Linked DNA regions of Mus musculus: regions 2 and 3 are each linked to region 1. A link is a contact called in public Hi-C and promoter capture Hi-C data. All regions are on one chromosome and are shown on one strand. Each heading gives the region's core, a stretch centred on a gene start, on an enhancer-like site or on the middle of the called end of the contact. The rest is flanking DNA. Distances are from core to core; before and after follow the strand shown. Region 1 holds the start of 9630025h16rik (a long non-coding RNA gene). Region 2 overlaps Iqschfp (Iqcj and Schip1 fusion protein). Region 3 holds the start of Ppm1l (protein phosphatase 1 (formerly 2C)-like).

What was found. Promoter capture Hi-C pulls out the DNA fragments that hold promoters and counts their contacts. A called contact is a pair of places that touch in the nucleus more often than the background predicts.
Region 2: a Hi-C map of granulocyte-monocyte progenitors shows a contact between it and region 1, with 4 times the contacts expected there. The contact joins the enhancer-like site here to the promoter of 9630025h16rik in region 1. A contact is called at or near these places in 1 of 39 promoter capture datasets (the 3T3-L1 cell line), 1 of 15 datasets of contacts at CTCF or cohesin (large pre-B cells), 19 of 484 Hi-C or Micro-C datasets (the 3T3-L1 cell line, 3T3-L1-derived adipocytes, the C10 cell line and 14 more) and 2 of 115 datasets of contacts at active chromatin or transcription factors (astrocytes and large pre-B cells).
Region 3: a promoter capture Hi-C map of hippocampal neurons shows a contact between it and region 1, with 2.6 times the contacts expected there. The contact joins the promoter of Ppm1l here to the promoter of 9630025h16rik in region 1. A contact is called at or near these places in 2 of 39 promoter capture datasets (hippocampal neurons and pre-B cells) and 1 of 484 Hi-C or Micro-C datasets (fetal liver).

What each region holds. Positions count from the first base shown.
Region 1 is chr3:69,059,286-69,062,329 of GRCm38.p6, forward strand. 9630025h16rik (a long non-coding RNA gene) reads left to right here and starts at 1,577. Exons shown (of 2, transcript XR_867356.3): 1 at 1,577-1,783.
Region 2 is chr3:68,623,175-68,626,218 of GRCm38.p6, forward strand. Iqschfp (Iqcj and Schip1 fusion protein) reads left to right here. Exons shown (of 11, transcript NM_001113419.2): 11 at 2,633-3,044. The coding sequence ends at 2,684. It overlaps Schip1 (schwannomin interacting protein 1), which reads left to right. Exons shown (of 8, transcript NM_001113421.1): 8 at 2,633-3,044. The coding sequence ends at 2,684. Among named protein-coding and RNA genes, the nearest start is that of Il12a, 67 kb to the right of the region's middle. Within about 2 kb of position 1,562, at least 29 of the 459 cell types and tissues checked have an H3K27ac peak or open chromatin away from gene starts, as enhancers often do. A contact at or near this core is called in the HPC-7 cell line, granulocyte-monocyte progenitors and hematopoietic stem and progenitor cells, where this site is marked.
Region 3 is chr3:69,315,290-69,318,333 of GRCm38.p6, forward strand. Ppm1l (protein phosphatase 1 (formerly 2C)-like) reads left to right here and starts at 1,629. Exons shown (of 4, transcript NM_178726.3): 1 at 1,629-2,676. The coding sequence starts at 2,278.

The DNA.
Region 1 (3,044 bases), core at 327-2,826:
CTGGAAGAGCAGTCAGTGCTCTTAACCACTGAGCCATCTCTCCAGGCCCCTGTAGACATCTTTTTTTTAATCAACCAGAGATAACTTGGTGGGCAAGGTTTACATAGCATCATTTGATGTACATGAGGGTCTCCTGGTTAGGGAAACCAGATCTTAGGGGCCAAGTATTTAGTATTTGAAAACGTAGCTGCACCAGACCAACCCCCTACTGTCATACTCTTAGGAAATAAGTAACAACACACTGAATATATAGTTAAGACTCTCAAGTGTGGCTTCTTGGTAGACTATTTGCTAAATATGTGAGGTCCTGGATTTAATCCTCAGCACCAAAACCAGAAGATATATAGATGGATGGATGGATGGATGGATGGATGGATGGATGGATGGATGGATGGGACAGACAGACAAACAGATAGATACTGCTCAAATGGGTGATATTGGTAGTGAATGCACTGGAAACATGAAAGGCAAAGGTGAAGTCAAAGTGGTCTACATACATCAAAGAAAACTTCAGGAAGAACTAGAGTAGAGGAACCTCTTTCTACACAGTATCCTTGCTTACAGGGGTCCACTCTGGATCTTCTTCAGCCACACTTTAGCACAAGAGTAAGAGATCTCTGAGAAAATGCCTGTCCTGTCTTCTGGGCCATGCTTTATGTAGTAGGACCCCTAATTTCTGTAGACATTCTAAGCTCATTTCTAGAGTATGCACATGATCTTCACTGGGGCATCCACAGCCAGGGGAAAGACTGCAGTAACAGATATGAATCAGGGTGGATGTTGATGTAGTTGTGTGTTCTATAATCCCAGCTACTCCACAGGCTAAGTAATGGGAGGCTTCCTAAATCTAAGGCCAAGACCAGCTGGGACAATATAATAAGACCCATGAAGAATAAGGAAGAAAAGCCCAGTGGTACAGGGTTGGCTAAATGTTGGGGACTGACTCTTTTTACACTACTTCTCTCTTCTGCTATAGAGGAAGAACCCTAAATTAGAGCTCAGCCTTCCTGAAGATTACAAAGATGCCAGTTATGGGGTGTTATGAAGCAACAGCATCACAAAAAACGTATTAGTCGCCGGGCAGTGGTGGCACATGCCTTTAATCCCAGCACTTGGGAGGCAGAGGCAGGCAGATTTCTGAGTTCGAGGCCAGCCTCGACTACAAAGTGAGTTCCAGGACAGACAGGGCTGCACAGAGAAACCCTGTCTTGAAAAACCAACCAACCAAACAAACAAACCAAACCCCCAAAACCAAAACCAAAAAAAAAAAAAAAAAAAAAAAAAAACCCAAACAACAACAACAACAACAAAAAACCAAACAAACCAAGAAAACCAACAAAAACCCAAAACATATTAGTCAAAGGAGTAGGACAGAACAAATCTTTTTTTTTTTTAATGTTGTTATACATTAAAGTATTTAGACATTGGTAACACTGACTTAAATTTGTACTTCTGTTCTCAACCTGTCTTCGGTATGCTCCCCATCGTGGTATGGGCTTCAAATTAAACCCATCACTGGTTGTCCACTCCCAGAGACTCATGTGTTTGGGGCACTATTAGGGGTTGTGGCCTTAGAGTAGGCGTGCCCTTGTTGGAGGAAGTGTCAGTGTTGAGGCTGGCTTTGAAGTCTCATATATACTGAAGCTACTCTCAGTGCTGACTCAGTCCCCTTTTGCTGCCTATGAATCAAGATGTAGAACTCTAGCTCCTTCTCCAGCGCCAAGTCTGCCTGGATGCAGTCATGCATCCCACAGTGATGATATTGGACTAAACCTCTAAAACTGTAAGCCAGTTTCCTGTTAAATGTTAATTATGTTAGGCATAAATGTTAACATAATTATGTTAAAAATAAATGTTAATTATGTTAAAAATTATGTTAAATGTTGTCCTTTATAAGAGTTGCCATGGTCTAGGTATCTCTTCATAGCAATAAAACTGTAAGACAGAAGTTGGAACCAGGGGCTGGGTATTGTTCTGATAGGCCTGAATATGTTTGTTTGAAGAAATGCAGATTGGGGACTTTGGATTAGGAAACACTAGAATGCTTAAGTTGGACTTAACGGGCCAGACTAGTGGGAACATGGAAGCCAGTGGTGCTGACAGTGATTTCGACTGTGGGGGCCTGGTTCAAAGTTTAAGAGAATATTTTTAGTTTGTTGCCTAAAGACTTTTCTCATGATAATTTGGTGAAGAATGTGGCTGCTTTTTGCCCTTGTCTGAACAGTCCATCTAAGACTAAGGTGAAGAGATTTAGATTAATTGCATTGGCAAAAGATATCTCAAAACAGCCTAAAATAGATTCTGTATTATGGTTTACTCTCATGAAGAGCATTTTAATCAAACATTCCAAGCTGAGAAAGGAAAAATACAAAATATATGGTTCAACGATTAAAGGGGCACTAGAAAGTGGTATGGAGCTAAATATTGTGTTCAGGGAGATAATAGATTAAAGATTTAAGTGGCATTAAAGGGAGTGGGGCCTCTGGGCAAGATCCCACCCAGCTAAGCTTCTATCTTGTGAAAAGAATTAAAGAAAAGTTTAGGTCCAGGCATGGTGGTACATACCTTTAATCCAGCACTAAGGAAACAGAGGCATGAAAATCTCTGAGTTCAAGGCCAATATGGTCCAAACTGCCAAGTTCCATGACATCCAAGCTCAGGCAGTAAAGGAAACAATCAAAACCAGAAAGCTAGTGAAGATATAACTGAATAAGGGGGCCATGTTCAAGCCCCAGGCACCAGCAGAACTTGGCAGCTTTGTTTACATAGGTCTTTGGTGACAGGTACATTATCAAAAAGCACATTTTCAAAGGACTTTTTTCTGAGGATTAATTTTCAACTGTTTAAAATATTCAACAAACCAAACCCATCGGTCGTGGTACACACCTTGGGAGGCAAAGGTAGGGAGATCTCTTGAGTTCGAGGCCAGCCTGGTCTACATTGTGAGTTCCGGGACAGCTACAGCTACAGAGAAATGGTATCTCAAAAATCCCCAAACCAAACCAAACCAAACCAAACCAAACCAAACCAAACCAAACCTAGCT
Region 2 (3,044 bases), core at 312-2,811, 440 kb before region 1:
TCTGTGGGCCTGCTGGTATAGACAGGGTGGTTTGGGAGACAGGGCAAGCAGGACCATAAGGTCAGAAGCTTGGAGACAGTAGAGGAAGCTTTTCGATTGGAGCAGTCCTAGAATAGGCAGAGGCATGGTGCTCCCTTGAAACCCTTCACATGGAGGGAGAGACCCATCCTTCTGTTCATGCTAGGGGTGGGGGACTGTGCATGGGGACAGAGGAGAGCCAGAGGGTGCCGAGCCATTCCCAGTGGTGTCACCGCAGAGACTCCTCTGGGAAGTTTGGGTCCACAGTTTCCTCTACCTGTTCTACCCTCACCGTTATAGATGTCAGTTTACAATCCACTCAGTTCGAGTTTGACTCCTCACTGAAAGTACCTACGGATATTTATAAACCACAGATGCCCTGGGTCCCACCTGGAGAGATTCTGATTTAACTGTTCTTGGACTAGACTAGGAATCGGGCTTTTTTAAAGTTTCCAGGTGTCTTAAGAGACATTCTCTCTGCCCGTCCCCTGGAGCTTACTTCTTAGTCATTATTCTTCCCTTTTGTGTGGGATTGCCAGGACGGACCACACTATTAGCTAACTCTGATCAACAGTTATGACTTTGGAAGGCTTTATTCTAAAAGACCATCCCTGGGGAGTAGCCCCAACACATTCCATGCTACTGTCTCCCACCCATGGCCAGCCACGTGCTGGGTGCCAGGGTGCCACCAGCTGTGAGGGTGACAATTCCAGCTTATCTCCCTCCTCTGAGTCCTGGCCACAGCCTGGCCTCTGAAGAGCTTTATCACAGTTATATAGGTCTGCTGTTTCTCCCCCGGTGGTGATGGACCCCCTATCCTGAGAGCAGAGATCACACCACTTGAATCCTCCATTATGTTTTAGATTCTAGCACTGGGCCTGCCATGTACACAGTAGGTCGTCAGCAATGATTTTATCTATATATAGAGAGTCATTTTGCAGGGCTTGAATGATATACATCTTACATCTTACAAAGGACTTTAATGTAAAGATGATTAATGGGAAGGTTTATGGAAATCCTTTCCCTCTTAAGATTTTAATGAAATCCCTCTTATGTGTGTCTCAAAAGAAAACATTGATTTTAATATTTTCCAAAGCTGTTTATTGCCACTTTTTCTTGCCTTTGCAGAAAGTCTCTTGATGCATGTACTGGTGTGTACAATTGTGTAGAGCTACATTAAAGAAAACACTGTAAGAGCTCTAGTTCGGTTAGCTACAGTGAACCTCCCATCACAGGACATCAGAACATTCCTTGAATTGAATTTGCTTGAGATGCTCACAGATTGCTCTATAAAAATGGTCCATAGCTCTTTAGACCCATCAGCAGGGCCATGGTCTGGTTTGTTGGAGGAGGGGCCAATAACAGCATTTCCCTGAGCTCCTTGATTGCCAAATAGACATTGCCATTTGTTCCAGAGTTTCTAGATGTGGCAAGGATGCTGCGGTCACGTGCCCGATTTTTGAAACTGCTCGTGGTTAGTCTTCTCTGCACCATGGCTAGGAGGCTTTCTGCATGAAACCAGGCCTTAAGCTTGGCGTCACCAGCTCACTCCCCACATCCAGACAGTACACATCTTGTCCCCAACCCTTGATGACAGCCAGAAACCACAGCCTTAGCCTCTCACAAGATTTGTCATTTCCTAAAATCATCCTTCCAAACCGTTAGCTTTTGCAGCCTACAGATCTTACAGGCTTTTGGGTTGTGTCTGTTTGCAGGGTTGGGGGGAGGGGAGGGACGGGGTCATGCCAAGAACTTGGCCATTTCTCCCTTCCTGTCCCCTCCACCTAGCTTCTGGATTGTCCAAGTTTTGCATCATACCCTGCTTGGCCCTTTCACTGTTGTGTTGACGCCTTAGAATTATCTGGGGGTGGGGAACTTATGCTGACACAGGACAACTTCGTGTCCACAGAGAGCTTTGCATCATGTGTTTGACGTAAGCTTTCGTAAGAGCAAATTAGATGGACAGCTGCGGGTTTCCATCAGCCTTAGTTAATGCCCCAATCTACGTGTGTTAGAACAGTCGCTCAGTCCACCCTCAGCCACTCATTCTCGAAACCTGATCTTGACTTGTTTGTTTTACCCCTTTGGTTCCTGCAGAGCTGGGGCATCCTACATGTTCGGCGAGTGTGCTACACTGAGCTGCAGCCCCACCTTTAATGTTTGTTTCCTGTCTGTGTCCTCCTCATTTGCCAGTTTGTGCCCATCCTGGCCGCATTCACTGGAATACTCCCTACAAAGACCCCAGCCTTTTTGAGCCCTGGTTGCAGTGCACAGCATGTAGAAACCACATTTTAACTCTTTACTGATGCAGACATTCCAGCTACTCACCTCTTGGCACCTTTTAAACACAATACTTTGCTTCTTCACAGTAGTAATATCTGTCAGCCTCAGATTAATCCTGCGATTGACAAAATCAAGGACCCATGATCACCTAAAGCCAGAACAGCGCATTGAGCTTAAAGGAAGCACTCTACCCTGACTCGCGTGTGTCTCATCCCGACTCCTGGTGTGCAGGCTGCTGTAGCTGTCTTTGGTTTGGAGGGTGTTGGCTGGAAGGCAGTCTGGCTGGGTCTTTCTCCTCAGTGCTGAGTGATTTGTATCTTTGATTTTGCAGACACGCTGAGAGTCAGCAGAAGCACATGGCTGAGAAAATGCCCGCGAAGTGAAAGAGAGCCATCCACCAGAGAACAAGCTAGAATTTATTTTGCTTCTGTGGTCGTAAAAATTGCTGTTGCTAAAGGTGGTTCCGAAACAGACATCAGTGTTAGTCATTGGTAACGTCCGAGCTTACTGTCCCGTGACTGGCCTTCGCTTCTTAATTTATTTTAATTTCTTTCTTTCCTTTTTTTTTTTTTTTTTTTTACTCTTGCCACTTACTATCAGGCCTTTTAATAAAACATTGTTACAAGAACTGTACAGTACTTAAACCACCAACAACCGTGGATAAGCAGAGGGTAGTTTTGACTTTGTTTTTGTTTAGAGACTTTAAGTTGGAGCAGTATTTTACCATTGACTGTTTCATTCTT
Region 3 (3,044 bases), core at 379-2,878, 260 kb after region 1:
TGACTTCAAGAGAGGTCAGACTTCTGGAATCCTTATCAGTTTATCTACAAACTGTTTGTTGGAGGAGACAAAATTGTATGGACAAAAGTACTAATATACCTCAAATCTGCTAAGTTATTACAGTAAGAAATAATTACAATTGTCCTAACAATACCTAGACATTCTCTCTAGCTACAGTTCTTAGAGGAGTTTTCTTTTATTATCTGATTTTGGAACCTCTTGAATGTTGAATGAAATGACCCATTTTCATATTTTCTCGATCAGGTGGACAATATCGAAAACTATGGCCATAATCATAATTAAAGACATATCCTAGTTTTCAAAAATATACTCTTAACAGTTGCTTATATTCCTTTCCCATCATTCCTACTTATGTTTATATTGTTGGGGTCATATTATTTAAATACTTAAGCATGTTTCTTCTGTTGTTGTTGTTAGGGAAGTCCAGGTTTTTGTAGAAACTTTAGCAGTTACGGAGAATAGACAAAAATCTGGACAAAATGTAAATTGTTTAAAGTTACTTTAGTTGCCAACTGTGAACATTTTGTTATATTTTATTGCAGTAATTATATTTTATATCTTAAGACGGAACTGGGATCAAAAGAAGGCAGAAGTGTTTGGGGGAACACTGGCTGGGAGACTATCAGGATGCCTGACCGTCAGTCCGGTGGGTCAGCACCGTCCTTCGTGGACAGAGGTAGAGAGAAAGAGAAGTTCCTTTTAAAGATTACTTGCTTCATATTCTAGGCGACCAGTCCTTGCCCCAACTTCAAGTTATCCTGCTGAGGTCCACCTTTGCCTACTCAAACTCCTGCCCTCATCTTCGGCAAGGACTGAAGGTGGTTGTCACTTTCAAGGCTCCAGAGGATTTCTAACTTGAACCATAGGCAGAGTAGCTCGCTGAGGGACACTCCAAGCATGTTCCTTATGGATGAGTGGCCACCAGCACAGTCCCAGTCTTCAGAGGCCGGCCCTTCCTGGTCCTCCGGCGTTTGCCATTACACGTCAAGCCTCCGGTTCTGAGATCCCCGGTTCTGCCTTCAGAGAGACATAGCTCTTGCGGTCCGAGTCCAAGTCCTGCCTCTTGGGAGATCCCGGCGGGTCTCTGTGGCAGCTGCCTCGGGTGGCCAAAGTAATCACTCACTTTCGATTTTTGAGACAGGAGAAATGTGTCCCATCTCGCTAGCCCTACGAAAAGTCTGGCGTGGACCGTACCATTGTGTAGCGTGCCGGAGGGGGGGAGGGCTCAGGTACAGCTCCCGGCTCCCCAGCGAGCAGCCGTGCCGCCCAAGAAACCGACGTTCAGTGACCTCACGTCACTATCACATTGTCCCTGGGAGCCGGCCTCCAAGGCAGAATCGACAATCGGCTAGAGCTGGGCGGCTGGATTTGCCGCTCACCCCCCGCGGCTCTCCCCCGACCCGCCTGCTGCCCACGTGCGTCCGCCCCGGCGAGCTCCTTCGGGCCCCCAGCCGGGTGACAGTGTTACGCATCTGGAAGCGCCACTCCCGGGGCGGGGCGGGGCGGGGCGAGCGTGTGCGGGGAGGGGAGGGGCGAGCGCGAGCGGAGCCGGGAGCAGCCGAGCGGAGTCGAGCCGAGCCGAGCCGAGCCGAGCTGAGAGGTGCTGGGGAGAGGCAGGCAGAGCCTGCCGGCGGCTCCGCACCCATCGTGCTGCGTTTCCCAGCTCGGTGTCCCCCTGCCTTTGCCCAGGCACCGGCAAAACTTTTATTGTTTCGGGGACCCCCCCTGGATGTGTGACGAAATCGCAACGCTCCGCTGTCTCGTCCCCCAAGCTCGCCTGCAGCGGCGATCGAGGGAACGTGCAACCCTCGCCGCCGGGCTCTTGCGCCCTGCGCTTCCTCACCTGCCGATCGCTCCCGGGAACCGCGAGGGGGGACCCCTAAAGGGACCGCGCGGGCATCGGCACCCCGAAATCCTCTTCACCGTTGCGGACCGGCTCGGCGCAACTTTAACTTGATTCCTGTCGCCCACCCGGGGCACCCGCGGCGGCCGCCGCCGCCGCCGTCGCTGCGGTCTCACAAAGAGCGCGGGGAGGGAAGGCGGCGCAGGCGGCAGGCACGGGCCTTCGGGCTGCCCAGACAAAAGGGAAACTGCCATCGTTCTGGACGACTGTTCCGAGCGGCCGTGGGTTCGTTCACCCTGTCGGCCCGGGCTGCCTCTCCGCCTTGGTCCCCGCGGGCAGTGCCCGCAGTACTCGGACCCCGCGAGTTGCGGGGCACGCGTCGCTGCTGCTGGTCCGGGCTCTAGGGATAATAAATGATAGAGGATACAATGACTTTGCTGTCTCTGCTGGGTCGCATCATGCGCTACTTCTTACTGAGACCCGAGACGCTTTTCCTGCTGTGCATCAGCTTGGCTCTCTGGAGTTACTTCTTCCACACGGACGAAGTGAAGACCATCGTTAAGTCTAGCCGGGACGCGGTGAAGATGGTGAAGGGCAAGGTGGCCGAGATTATGCAGAACGATCGTCTTGGAGGACTTGATGTGCTGGAGGCCGAGTTTTCCAAGACCTGGGAATTCAAGAGCCATAATGTGGCGGTGTACTCCATCCAGGGCCGGAGAGACCACATGGAAGATCGCTTCGAAGTTCTCACCGATCTAGCCAACAAGACGCACCCGTCCATCTTCGGAATCTTTGATGGGCACGGCGGCGAGGTAGGAGTTCTCTGGGTCTATGTGTGTGTAAATAACCGGGCGTCTCGTGCTTGGCGGGGTCGGATCGGGGTGAGAGGGGCGTGGTAATGACCTGGTGATGACAAGGTGAGTCAAGTTCCCAAGACCCTGCCAAGGAGATCTTGGGTATGAGAGCGTTCACTTTAGCTGAGAGACACGAGAGACACTGGATATTCCGTGCCATTTTAATATAAAGTTCCCAAGGTCAGAAGCCAGTTAATAACTGCTAGTTTTCTGGGAAGAATGAATAGTATATGCAGTGAACTTTGTCACCAGGCCTCAGTGTCCCGGTTCTAGAGTTTGAGGCAGTTAAGGAACGTCGTGTCTTTCGTGTACCCCTAAAAGAAGAA